Regions from separate parts of the Mus musculus genome. Here region 2 is linked to region 1. The links are chromatin contacts, called in public HiChIP or PLAC-seq maps. All regions are on one chromosome and are shown on one strand. Each heading gives the region's core, a stretch centred on a gene start, on an enhancer-like site or on the middle of the called end of the contact. The rest is flanking DNA. Distances are from core to core; before and after follow the strand shown. Region 1 overlaps Ankrd11 (ankyrin repeat domain 11). Region 2 overlaps Ankrd11 (ankyrin repeat domain 11).

Region 1 (4,986 bases), core at 669-3,168:
CTCACTCACTCACCCCGAAGGCTGTGCACACACTCACTCACCCTACTCACCCTGAAGGCTGTGCACACACTCACTCACCCCGAAGGCTGAGCACGCACTCACTCATCCCGAAGGCTGTGCACACACTCACTCACCCTGAAGGCTGTGCACACACTCACTCACCCCGAAGGCTGAGCACGCACTCACTCATCCCGAAGGCTGTGCACACACTCACTCACCCCGAAGGCTGTGCACGCTCACTCACTCACCCCGAAGGCTGTGCATGCACACTCAGGTCTTTACTGATTTTTATGGAAAGCTTTTTCAGAACTGTCTCCTTTTCAACAGTGTCACAGCTTACTTTGTTGTTTATTTCCCTACCACAGTTGCTAATCTAGCACTGCTGTCTTACTGGACTGGGATGGATTTAGGGGACCAGAATCCTGAGTCCTGACTCTTTAGGGGACCAGGGGATTGTTGCTGTTGGCACACAGAACTGTGGTACAGTGGGATGGAGAGACAAGGCCCTGAGGCAGGCTGTCCTGCTTGGTGTGGCCTTTTTTTTTTTTTTTTTTGGTGCCTTACCCAAACAATGCTGGCTCATTTTCTTGTTCAAGAATGCTTTTGAGGGATATGTTTTCAGTGAGTGAAATTAAAAGACCAAAAAACTTAAAAACAAGTGGGCCTATCAAAGCTGTTTGGTTTTGAAGTGTTTGTAGCTGGGGCTGAAGTCAGTTCTCCATGGGCTGTTAAGAGAAAGGGAGCCAACCTGCCTCCATCCGCAGACTCTGAGGCCAGTGGTGTCCAAGACCTAAAACTCATGGAAGGTTAAATAACAGACTCAGGGAGTTGTATATTTAATATTGTGGTACTGAACTTTACTTTTGAAAATGGAACCTGTTACTTATGGGGGAAACTAGAAGGTAGGTTGTGGGTGTGAAATGGGAGTGGTGAGATTTGTAGCCCATGTATTAATTTTTAATTTTTTATGTTTCCTTTGTATGGAGTCTGGTGTGTGGGTGTTACTTCCTGCTCACATTTATGCTAAAGTGACTAATCCAAACTGGATATAGTGGTCTATGCTGGCAATCCCAGGGATGCCAGGAGTTTGGGGCCAGCCTTATAGTAAGACAACTCCTTAAATGCTCTATACCCACCCCCAAAACCCAGTAAATAAAACCTATGTGCGGAGGTGTTGTAGTGAGTTGTTGGAGAGCTAGACCTGGAACTCATATTCTTTCTCACTTCTGTAGACTTGCTGTGTGGATATTTGTCATTGGTGGCTACCAGTGACCTGTGGCATGTACTCCTGTGGATGTAGCTGTCACTTAATAGGATGTGGAGGTGATAGACAATCACACAGCATGAACTAGATGGCTCAGTGGGTCGGGGGCTTTTCGGGCAACCTTGATGACCTGAGTTTAATCCTCGACTCCACAGGGTGGAAGGAGAGAACTGGCTGCTTCAGATTTGTCCTCTGATAGCAAGATGTGCACCTTATCTCTGCCGCCCTCTCCCCCTTCCAGTGATTAACAAAAGAGAAATACAGAAACGCATTGATGAGGATCAGATTCCGCATTCACATTGTGACTCAAGCCTAGCATGTGACTCAGAGTAGACGTCTCTCACTATGAATAGTTGATGCTCGTGTTAATTCCTTCTTCCTCTTCCTTTCTAGTACTTTTGGGGTTTTTTGCTTTAGTATTGAGCCATGTATCCCCAGCCTTTTATTTTTGTTTGTTTGTTTGTTTTTGTTTTGAGACAGGGTTTCTCTGTGTATCCCTGGCTGTCCTGGAACTCACTCTGTAGACCAGGCTGGCCTCAAACTCAGAAATCCGCCTGCCTCTGCCTCCCAAGCGCTGAGATCAAAGGCGTGCGCCATCACGCCCGGCTCAGCCTTTTATTTTGAATTAGAGTCTTAACCTAAAATGCCCAGAGAGACCGTGAACTTGTGAGCCATAGGCATGCACTAACATGACTATCCTGATACTAATTCCGGTTTCTGAGTATATTTTATTCTTGCTTGTTTGTTAATTGGTTTTTCAAGACAGGATTTCTCTGTTGAAGCCTTGGCTGCCCTGGAATTCACTCTGTAGACTAGGTTGGTCTGGAACTCAGAAATCAGCCTGCCTCTGCCTCCTGAGTTCTTGGATTTACAGTTGATCAATAAAATCTGTATAGAAAGCATCCAGGGCTGGTTAATCTAGGGAAATAACTTTTTAGGCCTTTAAAAATAACCTTCAGTTTTAATATAAGTTGTCCTTAAGCTTGAGATGTTTTTCTATCTGACTTCATTGATCTGTGCAGTAGGTAAAGCAGTTAATGTTCTAGAGATGTGACCCTTTTCTGAACCAATTAACTGCCAACTTGAGGACTGGTTTTCAGGGGACTTGCCAGTGATGAGACTGTTGCCCTGGGAACAAGGGGGACCCAGAGGAATCCACTGTACATACAGTTGTCAAAGGCTGCATGGCTGTTTAGTGCTTATGCAGCTGGACTAGAGCTTTTGTATGGTTTGAGTATTCAAGGTTTAGTTCTGCTGAGTGCCAGGTTTGGTAGCACACACCTCATTCCAGTGCTTGGGAGACTCTAGACCACTTTGGGCTACAGAGTGAGGCCTTTTTTAGATGTATTTATTTTATTTTTTTGGGAATAAGTGTTTTGCCTGCGTTTATGTATGTGCACCACATGTGTACCTGGTGCCTAAAAGTCAGAAGAGGATGTCGGATCCCCTGATACCTGGTTGTGAACCACCACGTGTGTTCATCTGAACCCAGGTCCTCTGCAAAAGCAATAAATACTCTTAATCTCTGAGCCATCTTTCTGGCTCCTTTAGCTTATTTAATTTGTTTTGTGACAGGGTTTCTCTGTGTAGCTTTGTCAATCCTGGTACTGGAACCAGGCTGGTCTCAGCCTCCCTAGTGCTGGGATTAAAGGTGTGTGCTGCATTAAGTCTGACAGATAGTTAACAATGTTTGAGACAAGGTCTTACTGTATTTCATACTAGCCTCACTCTCTGTGTGTAGCTAGTCAGTGGCAGCCTTGTTTCTGATTTTCCCGAGTGCTTGGGCTGCAGGAGTCTGTCATGGTTGTCAGTCTGTCAGGTCCATGCCTAGTTTATACCGCTGGAGACGGAATGAACCTAGGGCTTCGTGCCTGCTAGGTCAGAACTATCACCAGAGCTACACCCCCAGTCCTTGCTTTTGCTTGTTTTTCCCCAACAGTTTCCCCTCAAAGTTCAGGCTGGCCTTGAACTCTCATACATCCCAGGCTGTCCTTAGTCTTGCTCCAGTTCTTACCATTTCCTCAAATGCTGCATTACAGCTGCCATTCACCACAGGGCTGAGACCCTTTCTGTTAAAAAACAAAACCAAAAACCAAACAGCGTCTTCTATTGTTGAGTTATATGCTTCTTTGATGTTAGAGTTATGGTAATAAGAACAAAGAATTGTTTATGAGAGGTCTAACGTGGTTGCCACAGGGAGAACTTAGAGTTGTTTTAAGTGATGTCACCAGGGTGGGGAAGTTAGAAGGACAGTGTGGGGTGAAGAGCTCTTCCACAGTGGTGGTGGCCATCAGTGGACACCTTTGTACCGTGTTTTTGTAAGACATTGAGGTTGTTTAGGAGGGAGATTCCTTTGGGGTGACTTTCTTTCTGGAATTTTGGGGTAACCCAGGTGGGCTGGGGGAGAGTATCCAAGTGTGGTACAGAAATGTCCTGTCATTAGGAGAGTAGGATTTCCTTTCTTTGCAATAGGATGTCTTACAGTATGGTTTTAGTTTCCTTCTAGTTTTCATCTGCATTCCTCTTCACTCTGGCATTTGGGTGTGTGCTAGAGCCTATAGCTTGTATGTGCATTCCCACTTCTCAGACCTTGGTTGAATCTGGGTTTCAAAGACCACAGGGTGGTGATGGCCCTGTAATCCTAAGTTTTAGGGAGACAGGCAGGAAGATTGAGAGTTGGAGACCATCCCAGAATGCATAGCATATTCCAGGCCATTCTCTGTACAAGTCTCACACAAACCCCAAGCCCAAACCACAATGTTCCTCTGGTCCCCCCTGAAGTCCCTGGAGGACTTGCCTGTGTGACTGTTTCTCATGTTCTCTAACTGTTGTGTCCTGTTGTGGGGCTTTGTGGGCCCCTCCTCCCTTTTTGAGACAGGTTTTCATGTACCTTAGTCTAGTTTGGAATTTGATAACTTGATATGTATTAGAGGTTGGCCTTGAACCTTAAGTGCTGGGATTTCAAGGAGGTGCTTGTATGTATGCCTGCCTGTTCTGCCTCCCTCCTTCCTTCTCCTGATTCCTCTTCTCCCACTTCTGCCCCCTCTTCTGCCCCCTCTCTTCTGCCCCTTCTTCTGCCCTCTCTTCTGCCCCCTCTTCTGCCCCCTCTTCTGCCCCCTCTTCTGCCCCCTCTTCTGCCCCCTCTTCTGTCCCCTCTTCTGTCCCCTCTTCTGTCCCCTCTTCTGCCCCCTCTTCTGCCCCCTCTTCTGTCCCCTCTTCTGTCCCCTCTTCTGCCCCCTCTTCTGCCCCCTCTTCTGCCTCTCTCTTCTGCCTGGATGGACTTTGTTTGCTAAAAAGGGGAAGACTGTTTAGGAACTCACCTTGTAAACAGGAAGTACAAAATCAGTCTATTAATAATTTTTAATAAAAAATAAGTTACAAGATTTTTTTATTTTAAAAACTTTAATTTCAAAGCCTTAGTAAACAAAAGATGTCAAGCAGCAGTATTAGGTTTAATTTTAATGTTTGTGAGCACTATTTAATGTTTCAAGAACTTTTTTTTTTTTTTTTTTCCAAGACAGGGTTTCTCCGTGTAGCCCAGGCTGGCCTCGAACTCAGAAATCCGCCTGCCTCTGCCTCCTGAGTGCTGGGATCAAAGGCGTGCGCCACCACGCCCGGCTGTTTCAAGAACTTTTATTGTAACCTACTTTCTCTTATATCCAGATATGTTCATCACTAGCACTCTGAAAAATTGAAGAAAGAAAAACAAACAAAGCTAAAAA
Region 2 (4,986 bases), core at 1,328-3,827, 89 kb after region 1:
TTTTTAGGACATGGGGGAAGTAGACCTGTTTAATAATGGTTCTTTGGGCTCTTTGGGGCAATTCCAGTCTTTGTTGTTCTTAGTCCAGTCCACTAGCAAACACCAAACGCAAATCAGCAAGGGAAGTTCAATCCAGAAGAAACTGAAACTCACCAGCAGGCCTGAGTCTGGGGAAGCAGCAAGAACGCCACAGGAGTCTCATGAGAAGGTCTTTGGTGAGTTTCTCTCTATGGAGACACCACAAGCAAAGCTCACCAACTCTGTGTAGAGTGAATTGATACAAGTGCTTTTGTGAGCTCCAGTGACCTCCCACTGTTGGTGGGCGTCATATTTATTCCTTCTAAACATCATGCATCCTTCTGTGTGTCTGCTTTAGCAAAACATTCTTTCACCTGTGTACCTCAGCAAAACATCATTATAAGTCTCCAAAGAAAGCAGAAATTTCAACTTTATATCATAGACTATTTATTGCTTACAATCTATAATGCAATTTAAACAAAGATAGTGACCAGATGTTTGAGGATAAAAACAATGCTGTATGCTTGTTAGACTCCTGTAGTCTGCCCTGCACAGCAGTCATGCAGGCAGGCCCATAATGAGTGCCTACATTTACCAGGTCTCACTTTGGGCCTGGCTCCTGGCTGGGCCCTTCTTGAACCTATTAGTCTTTTTCTGATCACAGTTCTCTTTCCTCTCTGGCCATACACTTGCCAGCAGTGCTCATTTGGGTATAGAGAAAATAGGAACAGCTAAAGGCAGAGCACTCTCAGTGTTTTGAACATTGGTTTTTGTTTTGTTTTTGTGATCTTGGGCAAGTCAGTTAGCATTTCTTGAGCACCATTGTCATACCTTTGGAGCAAGGACAGTCGTTCTTTCTGCTTGGTCCTTTTATTGAACTATATGAACTATTGAATACCTAGCTTCATGGAATTGGTTTCCCCCTGTGAATGATAGGGCTGAGTTGGACACTACTGATAGGTAGCTGTCACTATAGCCATGCCTACTCATACACAAAGGATCCACGTGTGCTTATTAAATGACGAGGCATCTTTACCCACATTTTTATATTTTGTTTCTCAATGGAGTATTGCCATGCCATTCCACCACCAAACACACATGTCTGAGACAGGGCCTTACCCTGTTGTGCAGACTGAATTGGGACCCAAATAGTCTAACCTAGGCTGACCTTTATCTTGTAACAGCCCCTGCCTTAGCCTCCTAACACTAGGATTATGGATGTGAGCCACTGTCCCAGCCCTGTTGACTTATCATAATGAATTTGTTTCACAGTACTGCTGCTATATCTCTGGGGGTCAAGTTCTAGGTTGGTTTCAGTGCCTTGTTGATAGTTCAAACTCAGAAATAACCTTTAGGCAGTCAGGAGTTGTCAAAGGACACCCAGGTGGTAATGGGAATGTTTCTTACTGAGTCCTTACCAACCTAGATTGTCATTCACGTAGGAACAGTGTACACACACAGAGAGTTAACAGTGTGTGTGTGTGTGTGAATGTGTGTGTGTATATATGTGCGTGTGCGCGCACGCCACCATGCCTGGAACAGTATAGGTCAGCTTTAATTCGAGGCACAAATGAGCAACTAAATGGAAACTTCATTCATTGGACACTTCATGCCCTTAGATGGGATGTCCGAACCTTCTAAGGGCATGAAGGTCATGTAGCAGTTTTTTGCATGGCCACCTCTATTTGTTTGGGGAGGGGTAGTTTGTTTGTATTCTGGTTTTTTTTTTTTTTTTTTTTTTTTTTTTTTTTTTGTGATGATACATACTACTTCAGTATCCTTTCTTAACAACTGTGTTAACAGGTTTTTCTGAGAACACCAAGGGAGGGAAGGGGAGGGAGGGAGAGGGAGGTTGGGTGAGGGGAGCAAGTGCCATCTCTGAGATGGCCTGCAGAGCCCTTATGCCCTCCTTATGAGCAGGGTCACAGGTGCTTGTGTGCTGTGGTGTTGAGCTCTTCCCCGGCCTCACCAAGGACAGGGCTGGCGTAAGGCAGTGCTTGGTCCGTGGAGGATGCAGGAGAGATCCGTGTCGTGTTCACAGAGGCAGTTTTTCAGTTTTCTTTTCTTTGAAATTCGAGGTAAGGAAGAAAGGGAGGATCTTTAGATTCTGGGCCAAGAGACTGTTTTCAGCATTTAATGTAAAGCTTATTGCATGTAAGTTTTAATTTTTAAAGATGTTTATCTTGGAATAGTTGAGTGAATAAAAGTGTAGATTTCAGCTCCACATTCCATTTGTTATTTAGGGGTACAACCTGAGATAAGCCTTCCCTTGCTTATGCAAACTTTGGATTCATTACTACTACCAGAAGCCAGCCTTGTCTCAGTATTTGCTGCTCTGTCCTCCTCTTAGCCAGGGCAGTGGTAACTCTTTGCTGGCAAATACAAAGACTTTGTTGAGTTTGGATATCTTGGTCCTGTTGGGTGGTGTATCCTGAGATGCTGTTGACCGTCATTAATACTAGATTCCTGGGTTGGTGCTCTGTATCTCTAATGTCAGCACTGAGGCTGGGGGAGGAGACTGAGAATGGTAAAGCAGCCTGGGCTGCTCCTGTGACTGTGTGACTAGGTCCTTCCTGTTGTCGTCTTTGTGTTCAGCTGCCGTGACAGACCAGGCTCTGGCTCTTCCTTTGAGTCTCTGCAGAGACAGAAGGGCTCTTTCTGCTTACGTTATAAAGTAAGATGTGAATCATATACTCTTCCTTAAACTCCCATTTCTGTTTAATGCACCCCCCCCCCACCAATATGCCATCAATAAATAAACCATGAGAAACAAGATTTAAAAAACAAAAAAACACAAACCAACCACTCTTATCCCTGTGAATGAAGCAAAGAAGGATGCCCATGCTTTGTTAGTTCAGTGCCGTGGTGACATGTACCAGTGTCCAGAAGGCATGCTTGGGAGTCTGCTGTGCTCAAGACTGTCAGCACGCACCTAGACAGAGCCTTTAGTACCCAGCTGGTTAATTGGGTAGATTCGTACCAGATGGTCATAGGGCTTTGTTCCTGAGAAATAGAGCAGGTAAGACATTGCTTTCCCTTTGTCAGTCACATTGTGCTTGCTAAGAATCTGTCTGTAAGCATGAGTGCAGTTGTGTGGGTCTTGGCTTGAGGGAAGAGAGAGAGCTGTATGTGGAATAACCTAGAAGGAATGAGGGCTTGTTTTGTTCCCCTTCTTGTGTCTGTTGAGCCACTTTCATTGTAGTGCTAGCAGCTTTGGATATTAAGGCTCCTCTTTTCATAAATGAGCCTGTCTCTGTCCCTCATATTTAAACAAACACCCCGATAGCTTCAGAAAAGAAGTACTCACCATGGCCATCTGCTGCTGGCAGTCTCCATGGGCTGCTCATGGGAAGGTATATTTTTGGTCTGGATGTTTAGCTCCCATGATTCTGACCTTTATGCTTTGGGCAGTGAAGGGTATGGGAGTGCTGAGCTGCCCTGTGGCCCAGTGTCTTGACAAACTGCCTGTCATGCTACACCTGTGTTGGTTTAAGATGTCAGGGAGACAAACACCTGACAAAAAGCACTGCATGGAAGGGGTTGTTTTGGCCCACAGTTCAGTGGTGCATTTAGAAGCAGAGTGTGCAGTGGGTGGGTCATGTTTGGTTTGAGAAGTTCAGGGTCAGTTGACTTTGAGCATCCTGTATGCCGTTCTATATTTACCCAGTCTTTCTGATTTTATCCAGTCTGCTGGATATTTAGAGCATCCTGTTGTGATTTAACTCCGCCCATAGCATAGACTGACTTCCACCCTGTGGTCTTTCTGCTCTAACCTCCTCATTGCAGAGATGACAGGTATGATCCTGGCTCGTTGTGTGACACTCTGGTGTACTTGGGAGGTGGGGACAAGAGGATTCCTGCCTGCTTGAGGCCAACTTAGGCTTTATAGTGATAATGGCAATAATTTTCATTTTCCTGTTAGCAGATGATACTGATCATTTGTCATGAACCTATCTGGAGAAATGCAGGCTCAGCTATTTATCTTCTTTACTGAGGCATCTTGCCTGTGGTATCATTTGTCCATTTTTAAAAACTAGGTATCAAGCCGGGATGCTGAAGTGCTTACTATACAAGTGTGCGTACCAGTGGATGGGCCTGCTTCACCCTATATAACCCTTACTCAGGACGTGGTGACAGGGGTTCCCCAAAGGCAGGCTTGCCAGCTAGTCAGATTGGCAAACTCAAGTTCAGAGAGAGATCCTACCTCAATAAATAGAGAACAGATCAAGGAACACAGTCACTGTCAACCTCTGGCCTCAACAGGACCTAAAAATCGTGTTTGACAATATGGGTGAGGGAAAGGTCTACAAACAAAAAGGAGTTTCCTTTACATTTTAAAGAAAGGCCTAGAACCAAAATACATCATACTCAGTGTTAAAAGATGATTTAAAATAAAATTATTTCAATTATTGTTGTTTTTGAGAAAGAGTCTCACTGTATAGCTCTGCCTGCCCCAATCTCCAGGGTCCTGGGATTAAAGGCCCACTATGCCCACACTTGAGGTTTTTGATGTTGTTGTTGTTGTTCTTTTAAGTTAAAAGAGCAAAGAATGCTTTTTCTTCCCCATTAATCATAGACCAATTCTCAGTCTCTCTTGTTCTTATATCTTTATTTCTCTATATTTTAGCAAGATAGGGGAAAATCAATAGCGATAAGACACAAGACATCACCAACTCTCTCTCCTCCTCTCCCATTCTGCACTTAGTTCCTCCCTCTCCTATCAGTTCTTTTAAAATTTTTAGAGTTAGTATGTGGTCAGGTATTAGTGATAATCTGTTTCCCATGTTTTGAACCCTGTCATTACTGGTCAGATTATTTCATATATGCCAGTGGGTCAGTTGTGTTGTTTCCCAATCTGTTTAGAAGTTTGTGGTAGAGATTCTCTCACTTCATCATTTTCTGGAAATATTGTAATGTCTGTCCCACGACTATGGCTCTAATTTTTTCTACTGAGGCTCTTTGATTTTC

What was found. HiChIP or PLAC-seq counts read pairs in DNA pulled down with a chosen protein or histone mark.
Region 2: an H3K27ac HiChIP or PLAC-seq map of microglia shows a contact between it and region 1, with 6 times the contacts expected there. The contact joins two enhancer-like sites. A contact is called at or near these places in 20 of 39 promoter capture datasets (the 3T3-L1 cell line, 3T3-L1-derived adipocytes, the C10 cell line and 15 more), 1 of 15 datasets of contacts at CTCF or cohesin (the NIH/3T3 cell line), 19 of 484 Hi-C or Micro-C datasets (the 63-12 cell line, B cells, CD8 T cells and 15 more), 27 of 115 datasets of contacts at active chromatin or transcription factors (the 230-238 cell line, CD8 T cells, the HPC-7 cell line and 22 more) and 1 of 9 other capture datasets (liver).

Annotation. Positions count from the first base shown.
Region 1 is chr8:123,024,558-123,029,543 of GRCm38.p6, reverse strand. The region is part of intron 1 of Ankrd11 (ankyrin repeat domain 11); the gene reads left to right. Among named protein-coding and RNA genes, the nearest start is that of Ankrd11, 15 kb to the left of the region's middle. Within about 2 kb of position 1,918, at least 71 of the 459 cell types and tissues checked have an H3K27ac peak or open chromatin away from gene starts, as enhancers often do. A contact at or near this core is called in CD8 T cells, Th1 cells, Th17 cells and 5 more, where this site is marked.
Region 2 is chr8:122,936,377-122,941,362 of GRCm38.p6, reverse strand. All of the region lies in intron 2 of Ankrd11 (ankyrin repeat domain 11), which reads left to right. Gm39272 (a long non-coding RNA gene) reads right to left here. Exons shown (of 3, transcript XR_879314.3): 1 at 1,988-4,986; 2 at 154-227. Among named protein-coding and RNA genes, the nearest start is that of Gm39272, 5.1 kb to the right of the region's middle. Within about 2 kb of position 2,577, at least 63 of the 459 cell types and tissues checked have an H3K27ac peak or open chromatin away from gene starts, as enhancers often do. A contact at or near this core is called in CD8 T cells, Th1 cells, Th17 cells and 5 more, where this site is marked.